Regions from separate parts of the Arachis hypogaea genome. Here region 2 is linked to region 1. The links are chromatin contacts, called in public Hi-C maps. All regions are on one chromosome and are shown on one strand. Each heading gives the region's core, a stretch centred on a gene start, on an enhancer-like site or on the middle of the called end of the contact. The rest is flanking DNA. Distances are from core to core; before and after follow the strand shown.

The links. A called contact is a pair of places that touch in the nucleus more often than the background predicts.
Region 2: a Hi-C map of leaf shows a contact between it and region 1, with 2.2 times the contacts expected there. The contact joins the promoter of LOC112801224 here to the enhancer-like site in region 1. A contact is called at or near these places in 2 of 8 Hi-C or Micro-C datasets (leaf and an unstated tissue).

The regions. Positions count from the first base shown.
Region 1 is chr5:36,039,410-36,045,638 of arahy.Tifrunner.gnm2.J5K5, forward strand. No RefSeq gene overlaps it. Among protein-coding and RNA genes, the nearest start is that of LOC114927724, 6.0 kb to the right of the region's middle. Within about 2 kb of position 1,317, at least 3 of the 3 cell types and tissues checked have open chromatin away from gene starts, as enhancers often do.
Region 2 is chr5:36,350,590-36,356,420 of arahy.Tifrunner.gnm2.J5K5, forward strand. It overlaps LOC112801224 (tyrosyl-DNA phosphodiesterase 1), which reads left to right and starts at 3,062. Exons shown (of 15, transcript XR_003201802.3): 1 at 3,062-3,445; 2 at 3,519-3,731; 3 at 3,851-4,063; 4 at 4,238-4,298; 5 at 4,753-4,829; 6 at 4,923-5,180; 7 at 5,675-5,764.

The DNA of each region.
Region 1 (6,229 bases), core at 67-2,566:
AGAATATGTAAAGAAGAAGTTAGAAGAACAAATATTAAAATTTATAATATTTATTGAATTTTTTTTATCAATTTATACAAATACAATAATATTAATATTTATTGAATATTCAATTATTTTTTATCATATAAAAAATTAAATTAAATAAATAGTAAAATATAAAATAATATTAAATTAAATAAATAAAAATATCTAATTTTTTATATTTAAACTTAAAGGTAGAAAGAGTGTTGTTTATTAAATTTATTGGGTACTTTAAGTCATAGTAAAGTATTTAAACCAATTGAATTATTTTTTATTTTTTAAAAAAATACTACTAATTTTTTTATAAAAAGTTTGAGGGGACCGTGGTCCCCCTTATCTGAACTAAGCTCCACCACTGCCTCCTGGTGGCTCCAAGTTCGATGCGCGAAGAAAATAATGTATTATTTGAAAGCATCACGGAGGAAGAATCTGATCCAAAAGATTGGTGGTATAAAGAAAACGATGACTTATCGAAAAAGGATACACCTTTTTGATTCATGTACGGAAATAAAAGTTTTAAAAGAGGAGTTTAATGAATGGTGTAATTTCTGGCATGCTGCTTTCGTTGTCAAAATTCTCGAAAAAAGAATTTATTTAAGAATTATGGAACAACGTTTAAATAGAAATTGGACAAAAAATAAAATAAAATTAATATTATCAACCATTGAAACTATGCTAAAAGTTGATAGAGCTACGTCGACTCATTCGAAGGGATGTTTGGCAAGGATTTTGGTGAAAATTAACTTATCAAAGAAATTGATCCTGAGAATTTGTGTATTGAGAAGCACTCTAAACCTCGAATATGAAGGCCTTCATCTCACTTGTTTCAATTGCGGGGTCTATGGACACTGGTCGGAGTCATGTGAAGAGGTACCGGTTATTGAAGAAGACTATCGAGCGGAGGTGGCGAACGGAAAACAGGTGTTTTTCAATGGAGACGTTAATGCCGCTAATAAGGAAAGGCAAGAGAAGATTATGGGTGATTGAGTGCGCAACAATAGTCCTGGTAACAATCCAAATCTCCCTAATTTCAGTCCTTGGATGATGGTCCAAAAGAACCAAAAAGAAAACCAGAGAAGACACATCACGTTAAAAGATAAATCAATCAAACCATGGGTCTTGGAACAAATAAGGAAAGTTTTTATAATAACAGTAATAAATCATGGAAATTGGATCAAGATTTAATGTATTATTTGATGATAAGGAGGAGGAAATCCTGGGGGACACTAATGAAGGCAATGTTGCCCAGAAGGCCAGAACAACCCTATGCATACTGGGCCAGTAAAACCGCAATTGAAAGATGATGGGCTCTCCATTCAGGCCCATGTTGATAAGCTGGTGGTAAATAAAGATAATGGGTCCGTTGGACAAACTGCAGAAAAGGGTTATCAAACCAGGTGTAGGGAAACACCCTCAAGCATAAAAGAAAAACGTCTCCTTTAACCTTGGGCCTCAAAAACTAGTAAACTAACTAAGCCCAATCTAAAAGAAACAGACAAGAAAGGTGTGAGTATGAAGAAGTCTCTGGCCCTGTCCCAGCCTAGCTCTTTCATGTCGAGAAACCTTGTAACAATAGCGATGGAATAAGAGATGACTTCAAAGGGAGAAAAATCAAATGGCAGATTTTACTATTCAGAATGAGAATTTTATGGAGGCACACGTGGTAAAGAACATAGTTCTCAGAACTGAATCAATGATCGAACCGATCAGATTACTATGTTATTGGGTTATTGGTTCAACTGGTGGATCACTAGTTGAATCTGTTGATTCGGTTTTATGTAAATAAAAAATATAAAATAATCAAAAACCTAAAATTAAAATTTTAAATACATATTTTTTACTAACATTTTAAGAATAATAAAGTTTCAAATTTTAAAAATAACTAATACAAAGATAGAAATAAAATTAATTAGTATTACAACTATTATAATATTTAAATTTGATACAAACTGAAAAAACTAAAAAGAGTATTTATTATATGAAAAAGGAGAAAAAAAATTAAATTTTATATAATATTACTTACTAATATAATCTCACTTAAAATGGAATTAATAAAAATGATAGAAATATAAAAACAAAACAAGGACCATATATAAAAGGTAGCTTGGTGGTTAATAGTTCCCTCTTTTTGTATAGGGATGGGTTCAATTCCCAACTTTTACAATAATTATTGTTTTAGTTTTGGATTTTGCGTCCAGTTTTTAACGATTTTTCTTGTTTTTGACCGGTTTTATTCCTTATACAATTTGATAGACAAATCGAACCGTCTATGTTTTTAGTTTATCGGTCGAACCAATTAGTTTGGTCTGGTTCTAACAACTATGATAAAAAGTGTTTTCTTCCATCAAAGAGAACCATCAACGAGGACAAGGTGTCAGCTATTCTACAAAGAAAACCCCTACTGGATAAGCCATTGAAATCCTCACCACCAAATTGGAGTCCTCAGCTTGAGGAACAAAGTCAAGACATAATGAACTCGTCTAATCTAGGTGCTATAGCTAAAGATCTACATTAAGCATTTGTGGTCTTGTGACCTCCTCTTTTTTCTTGCCGTTTTTATGAATATCTTAGCTTGGAACTACAGGGGAGCAGGAGGAATAGCTTTCTCCAGCCTCATCAAAGACTTGCAAAAGAAGTATAAGATTAGTTTTTTTATTCTTGTCGAAACACATTTAAATGGCTCCCATGGTAAATCAGTATGGGAGAAGTTTGGACTTGATGGATATTTCATTGAAGAGGCCAGAGGGCATTCTGGGAGTATTTAGTGCCTCTAGGACGCTAATCTTTAGAGGGTGGATATTCTTAGTCATAATTACCATATGGTTAATACGAAAGTTCAATATGAAAATTCTAAACCTTGGTTACTCTCTGCTATCTATGCTAGCCCCCAAAATATTAATTGTAGAACTCTATGGAATAATATTTGTGACCTGAATCTAGATAATGATCTTTCCTGGTGTCTGATCAGGGATTTCAATGCTACTTTTTATAATCATGAGCGAAGGGGAGGTTAATCAAATAGTAGAAATGCTTGCGAGGATTTTCAATCCTGTGTTTTCGATACTGGGCTTCTTGATCTGGATTTCTCTGGATGGCCTTTTACCTGGAAAAGGGAGATTTGTTTCAGCGATTAGACCATGGACTCTGCAACTTGGATTGGCAAATCCATTTTCTGAATGCTTCTATTAAACACCTTCCCAGCTTTAAATCTGGTCGTAGACCCTTCAGATTTATGGCCGCTTGACTTACTCACCTCGACTTCTCCAACATGGTCAGCAGTAATTGGAATCTGGTGGGTTCTTGGTCTGATTGCATTCTCTAGTTTTAAAAATCAATAAAGTCTTGGAATTTTAATGTGTTTGGGAACATTATGAATAGGAAGAGCTGAATTATTAAGCGTTTAAATGGGAATACAACTAGCATGAATCTCCAGAATAATAATTTTCTCCAAGACTTACAAGTTTCTCTTTGGAGGGAATATGACGAAATCCTTATTCAAGAAGAAGTAATGTGGTTCTAGAAATCCAGATGTAAGTGGATCGAATTCGGAGATCGCAATACTAAATACTTTCATAGGACTACTGATGAGCGGATAATTTATATGCTTTTTGACATTGTTTTTAGATACTTTTTAGTAGGATTTAGCTACTTTTTAGTATATTTTTACTAGTTTTTAAGCAAAATTCACATTTCTGGACTTTACTATGAGTTTGTATATTTTTTGTGATTTCAGGTATTTTCTGGCTGAGATCCAGAAAGTTTAAACCTTGTTTGTGGTATTCCGAGTAGGATCTGGGATGGGATGACTGTGACGAGCTTCAAACTCATGAATGTTGGGTGTAGTGACAGATGCAAAAGGATCATTGGATCTTATTCCAACACAAGTGAGAACCGACAGATGATTAGCCCTACGTAACCCGTAGCTGGACCATTTTCACTGAGAGGACGGACGGTAGCCATTGACAACGGTGATCCTCAGCATACAGCTTGCCATAGAGGAGTATGAATGATTGGATGAAGGCAGTAGGAAAGCAGAGATTCAGAAGGAATAACGCATCTCCATACGCCTATCTGAAATTCCCACCAATGAATTACATAAGTATCTCTATCTTTATTTTATGTTTATTTATCTTTTAATTATCAAAACTCCATAACCATTTGAATCCGCCTGACTGAGATTTACAAGATGACCATAGCTTGCTTCAAGCCGACAATCTCCGTGGGATCGACCCTTACTCACGTAAGGTTTATTACTTGGACGACCCAATGAACTTGTTGGTTAGTTGTGTGAAGTTGTGAAAAAGAGTTGAGATTACAATTGTGCGTACCAAGTTGTTGGCGCCATTGAGATCAGAATTTCGTGCACCAACTACTCTTGCCAGAAGAAGAAGGAATAAGGTGTTCAGCCTCCAAGACACGGATGGTAACTGGGTAAGTGATAAAACTGCCCTAGAGGACATGGCCTCTACTTTTTTGTGCAGCCTATATTCGAAGGATACCCTGAATTATGAATTTATTCTGAGAAACTCTTTTCCGGTACTGCCTTAAGAGGACCTGGATGCCTTAGGTAATATGTTTTCTTTCTCTGAGATTAAGGAGTCAGTTTTCAATATGGAAAGTCTTAAAGTGCTAGGTATTGATGGCATTCAAGCAGTCTTTAATCAAAATCAATGGGATAAAGTTGGCTTGGATCTGGTTAAGCTTATTAAGGGTTTCTTTATTACTCCTAATAAAGTAGGGAAAATAAATAAAACTATTATTACGCTTATTCCAAAAGTAGAACCTGTCACCAATCTGAAGAAAATGCGTCCAATTAGTTTGTGTAATGACTCTTATAAAGTGATAGCTAAAACTCTGACTAACAAATTGAGAAGAGTTATGGATAAGATTGTTAGTCCTACCCAATGTACCTTTTTTTCGGGTAAACAGAGCTTCAATAACATCATCATCGCTCAAGAGATCATTCACTCGATGAAGAACAAAAAGGGTTCAAAATGGTGGATGCCCATCAAAATTGATCTTAAGAAAGCTTATGACAGGTTAAAGTGGAGCTTCATTCAAGACACATTCATTGATGTTGGGCTTCCTCTTAACATAATTGAGCTTATTTGTGCGTTCATTTCCACCGCTAGAATGGGAATTCTATGGAACAGGGATTCCTTAAACGAATTCCATCCTTCTAGAGGAATTCGTCAAGGTGATCCAATATCTCCTTATATTTTTGTTCTGTGCATGGAAAAACTATCTCGTCTTATTAATTTTGTGGTCAGTATGGGATTTTGGAAGCCCATTCGTCTAAATCGGGAGGCTCCTGAACTTTCCCATCTTTGTTTTGTAGATGATTTGATCTTTTTTATGAAAGCAAATATGGAGCAAGTAGACATTATTAAGAGAATTTTGGAAGCGTTTTACACGAGCTCCGATAAGAAAATTAGCAGTGAAAAAATTAGAATTTTTTTCTCCAAGAACGTGGGGTACTATGTGAGAGATAACATAAGCAATTGTTTGAATTTCCCTAGAACGGTCGACTTGGGTAAATACTTGGGTGTTTCAATTATCCACTCCAGAGTGATGAAGGACACATACAAGGATATTGAAGCTAAGATTAAGAGGAAACTTAACAATCGGAAGGCCTCCTCCTTCTCCCTAGTAGGGAGAACCACTTTGATGAGATCTGTTCTATCTGTTATGCCTTCTTATACTATGCAAGCTGCTTTATTACCTACTGCCACTTGTAACTTCATTAATTGTAAATGCATAAGCTTTTTTTGGGGAGAAACAGAACATACTAGAAAAGTCCATCTCTTAAACTGGCAGACAATGAACAAGTCAAAATTGTATGGTGGTTTCGGAGTCAGACATGCTAAGGATTTAAACCGTGCCTTCATGATGAAAGTAGATCAGGGTTTGATCAATAAAAGAGACTCCCTCTGGTTGAAAGTCCTGAGGGCTAAGTACAAATATGGAAATGACATTGTTCCTCTGATTAATATGAGGAAAATCAATTCTAATTTATGGAAGGGTATCTGTTCTTCTTGGGAAGATGTCCAGGCTAACTTGATCTGGCGCATAGGTGACGGGTCTCAAATAAGGTTTTAGAAACACAACTAGGTGCCAAAACTGGGAAGCTTGAATAAGCTTCATCCACAGGTAAGTTCTGCCTCTGATTCAGGAACCTTACTTACGGACTTCCTTACCGTTTCAG
Region 2 (5,831 bases), core at 1,812-4,311, 310 kb after region 1:
AAACTACTATAAAACACGAATGTAACTTTAAGGACCACTTTAAGATTTAGCTCATCAAAATTGATATCGACTTGACTTGTTCTATATGCTGGTAAGTTAACTCATTATTTGTTATTGGACGTATTGGAACTAAATTTTTGTGCTTTATTGACATTTCCAGTATCTGCATTGCAGTCCCATTATTGTTATTTATTTCTAAATTATTGTTGCAATCGTACAAATAGATTTACTCAAATTAGGGATTGATTCAGAATTTTAAAGTAAAGACTTTAGCCAAGTTCATACATATTTCAATGTTAGATTATGAATTAAGGGAAAAAAACATAGTAATATTTCAAAAACGGTGTCTCATTAATAAATTACCTAAAGAAATTTCAGATAACAATGTAAAAAAAAAATTGTAAAATCAACTTGTCATGGAAATTACTTACTTAGTACATTACTTTTACGGTCATTGAAATTTGATATGAAATAAAACACTTTTTACTTTGGAAATAGTGCATTGCATTTTCTATGTATAAATAATAGGAGAATTGATATTGTAAAAGTTCATTTCTAAGTGAGAAAAAAGGATATAATATATGATGTTCATGAAGAATTTGGGGATTTGGATTTGGGTTTGGGGCAGCTTTATTAGATCCAAAAGATTTTTATTAGTGGGCCTACGAAATATATACGTGGGCACCTCTATTCATATATCGAGTATCTTCATTCAAATTGCAGTCTTGCTAAATGAGTCTTGCATTCCATCCGCTCTCTATTTTGTTGTTGTTATTTATTTGTAGTTTTAGGGAGTTATTTAGATAAAAATATTAAAAATGTTTTTTTAAAGATATTTTTTTAAAAAATTAAAATTTAATATATAATTAATTAAATTATATTATTTTTATTAAAATTAGACTAAACAAATTAGTTTAACAAAAAATTAATAAATTAAATTTTAAACTAGTATAAATTAATATTTTTTATAAAAAATTATTACAATATCTCTATTATAAAACATAACTAAAATATCTCTATTATATTATATTATATATATATATATATATATATATATATATATATAATTCTAAGTCTATAACGATAGAAAAGAAAAGGACTAGAATTTAGGATTTTTAAAATTAATATATATAATAAGAGTATTTTAGTTTTTTTATATAATAGAAATATTGTAGTCATTTTTTATAAAGAATAATATTAATTTAGACAAATTCAAAATTTGATTCACTATTTTTCAGTTAAATTAATTTGTCTGACTTAATTTTGACAAAAATAACATAATTTAAGTAATTATATGTGTTAAATTTTGATTATTACAAAATATCTTTAAAAAAAAGACATTTTCTACAACTTTATAGAAACATCCCCTTTCATTAAAATATGGAAGATATTTACAAATACTAATAAGAAATGATTTTTTTTATTAAATCAATCAATAAATTAATAATATAAAACAAAACTATGAAATCCGTATCATAAAAAAATTTTATTGTTTTTTTATTAACATCACAATCTAAATAGTAATTTATTTTTGAAGTATTCCTATCATATTTTTTAATTTTAGAACTTACTTTTTCTTTTTACTTAAGTATTAATAAAAACTCATTCTTCCTATTATGCATGAAGAAAAAATAAACATAAACTTAAATAGATATTTTATCAAGAAATTTAAAATACAAGTATTTAAAATAAAAATAAATATAAACTTAATATTATGTAATATTTAAAATTTTTAAATTTTTTATACAATTAAAGATTAATTTGAGTTCTTACTGTTTATTTTAATAAAAAAAAAACACAGTTATAAGCTTGGCCATATTTACTTTATTTTTTTTGTTTTTTTTTTGTCTATACTATCAACAGATTTAAAGAGCCATTGTGGTTAAGAAAATCAACATAAAAGAATATATATTACATGAACAAAAAAATAAAACATATATAAATTAGAATGCTTAAGACGTTTTTTTATTTGATTGTTTGTATCTGATTAAAAAGTATGTTGACTTCATGCATTTAATGGTTGTTATTTTTTGACAAATTTATTAAGGGTTAAAAATTTTTTTTTTAATCAGTTTTTGTTTTTGAGTGAATGAAATGGTTGAAAAAATCTTTGGTATACATATAAATATTTTTTGTCTTAATTCTTGTAAAATTATATGCTGGCCTCTAAAAATCATTCATTATGATAAATTTTATCACTATCACTTGATAGTTAGAAAAACATGTAATTTTATGAATTATTATTATACATCTAATGTGATAGTTTTTTTATTATCTGAATATTAATATAATATATAATTTTATTTAAGATATTTTAGTTATATTTTAATATTTTTTATTTAAAAATTTTGACAATAGATTTCGTGTAACTGCATATGTGATTACGCTAGTATATACGATGATGTGTTATTGATGAGGCTACATGCCATCTCTCTTTTCGGTGGTTTTGTTATGGCTTAGTTTGAATTAGTTTGTTTAATTTATTTTGGGAATGTTGTTTTGTTTTGATTTGGATGTTGTTGTGTTGTAGCTGCTCGCCTCACCCGCTAACTTTGTGAGTGTTGTAACTTGAAACAATAAAAAAAATTTATAAATTTTAATATTTGAATTCAAATTTGTGAATAATAACGATAAAATATAGATAAATTATTACGTACAATTATAAGATTTTGAATTTTATTATTATATAAATCTTCTCTTTGAATATAAATATTTAAATTTTTTATTGTATTTTACTTTTTTTAATAATTTTATTATATTTAATTAAATTTGATCACGGTTTAACTACAGTTGGATTACTAAATTAGTTATTCAATCGATTTATTAATTAATTTTATTTTTATAATCTTAAATTTTATATTTAAATATTTCATATAAAAATAATTTTTATTTAACAATTATGTTTAAATATAATAATATAAAAATATTTATTTAATTATTTAATATATTAAAATATTTTTTAAATAAAAAATAATATAAATTATATTTTTTTTAAAATTTTTTATTTTTTTAATATTTTTATTTTTACTATTAAAATTGTCATGCTTAGAAATAAAAAATTCTAACAACTTAATGCATTCAAACTTTTAAAATGTTTTTTGATTACAAAAAAGTGTTTTACAGGAACGACGAGGCGTTCTGGGTTGGGATCAACGACGGCCCTGCACTGCCAATACTAAGTCTATTGAGTGATTGAGGGTTTATCGGCCAAATGCTGTTGCCAGCTTCGTTGATGTCTCTTTCTCACCCTAAGACTGAGGTTGGATACTTGGTTCCCCTGAATCATAATTTGGAGGAAAACCCTTCAGTTCCCAAGTTACCCATCTCCCATGGCACTAACCTCATTGGCCGCGCCAACATTCCTCTTCCTCTTCCCGACAAGAGGCTTAGCCGTAACCACATCACTTTAACTGCTTCTTCCGACGGATCTGCTCATCTGCTTGTGGTATTCCTTATTCCTACTAACTTTTCTTTCATGGATTCGTCATTTTTTTTTCATGTTCGTGTTGCTGACGCAGGAGGGTACGAATCCAGTCGTTGTTAACTCCGGGAACAAAAGAAGGAAGCTCAATTCTCAGGAGAAAGCTGCCATTTCTGATGGTGATATACTTGAGCTCATTCCCGGACACCATCTTTTCAAATATGAAGTTTCGGGTGCCACCAAAACTGATAATACACCTTCAGCTGGCACTGGCACCACAAACAAGGAAGCTTCCCACAGCCTTTCGCAGGTTTTCACTACTTTCTTCATGATCATATAAGAATATTGATTTCCATTAACTAGTAATCGATCAGTTTTCTCTTTTTAGGGATGTTGAAATAATTCCTTTTATGTTGAGTGGATTTTCAGGATGGGAACGGGACTTGCAGTCAGGAGCAAGGAAGAAATGCAGCGGCACGCAAGCCTGGTCATTCTCAATCCGGTGAACACAGTAATGCAGAGGCTATTCGCAATTTCCATATCCCTTCTGAAAAAATACCTTCCACTTTTCGACTTTTGCGTGTGCAGCAGCTACCACCTTGGGCAAATACTTCTTGTGTTGCAACAGATGATGTTATTCAGGTAATAAAATAATGAATTGACTACTGCAGGGCAGTGTTGACACTCTCAATCACTGGTTCAAGAGTATTTGTGCATGAAAACACCTATATATTGAACCACAATTACATAATTATAGTTAGCTGGCAAAAAATTTGGAACTACTTATTGATAAATTTCAATGCTTTCCATTGATAGGGGGATATTCTAGTTGCCATCCTTTCCAACTACATGGTAGACCTTGACTGGTTGGTTCCGGGTGAGTTATTTGCGGGACCTCTTTGTGTTTTCCTTGCCCTTTGTGTTGCCAATTTGCCTTGTTTGCTGTCTGACTTTCATTTGTTCTTGAAACTGCACTCCAAATTTAACACATTGAGAGGTTGGTCCTTTTTTGTCCAGTAATAACTGTATCATCACTTTTCTCCGTTGCATGCATATATATAATTCCATGCCTCTTTATAGTCTATAGCGTGTGTGGCACCAATGATTCAGCTCATGGTATGCTCTGTCTCTTTTATACCTTTTGAAGGAAAACTATATTATTTTATTTTGCATATTAAGTTATTAACTTATGATAATCTCTTTATTATGCACCACTATTGGCTGGAGCAGAATTCCAAAATTTGTGAACGCATGAGTACGTTTTGAATGAAGTGGTTTCACGTTAATCTCATTTTTGTAAGTTTCTCGCTTTCTATGTTTTCTCTGTGTAGCATGTCCTGCGCTTTTGAAAGTCCCCCATGTGTTAGTTATTCATGGCGAGAGTGATGGGAGGGTTGATTATTTGAAGGTTTGTCTCAGATCGAAATTATATTACCCATTTGTAAGATGAATCTGTAAGAATGTTTAAATGAGATATTAACTTGGCTCGTCTGTGATTTAGAGAAGTAAACCTACCAACTGGATTCTGCACAAACCACCATTGCCAATTTCATTTGGGACACATCATTCAAAGGCCATGTTTCTTGTATATCCTCATGGGATAAGGGTGATTGTGCATACAGCGAACTTAATATATGTAGATTGGAATAATAAAACCCAAGGTTTGTGGATGCAAGATTTTCCATGGAAAGATCAAAACAGTCTAAGCAAGGGATCTGTATTTGAAAATGACCTGGTTGAATATCTCAGTATGCTGAAGGTACTTATTTATATTATACTGCTATTACTGAAAGATAGTCTCATCTGAAAAATTGTCCTGATCAATTGATGTAGTAGAATTGATACCTTTACTGAAAAATTAAAATTTCATAGCAATTAAAGAACCACTTGGTTGCTCCATGAAATTACTTGACATTTTGATAAAAATTTTATTTGATCATATTCTGTTCTACAAAAAATCCACGATGCCATTTTTACTTCATATTTTGGAAAAAAGAGAACAAAAAATTCTCTTTGATTTTGATTAATTATTATCATTTACTGTCTTCTAGAAATTTCACTGTAGCCATTGGAGTTTTTCAACTTAGCTTATTTGGAAAACTCGTTGCTTTTCAGACTACTTATATGGCTTATGGAAGTTAAATATTCACTAGCAGAAAACATCGATGTTGTTAATGAATTTGGTATTGTCATGAGTGTTGTTTCTTTGATATCATCCATAATGTGCGTATCGCAATGTATTTGGTGTTGCAGTGGCCAGAATTCTCTGTTAAGCTTCCTTCCCTTGGAAACTTCAGTATATGTCCATCTTTCTTCAAGAAGTTTGATTATAGTGATGCAATGGTTTGTTTTCCATTCATTTTTCTTAAATTTATTTGATGTAGCTTTAAAGGTTATTACTTAGTACTAA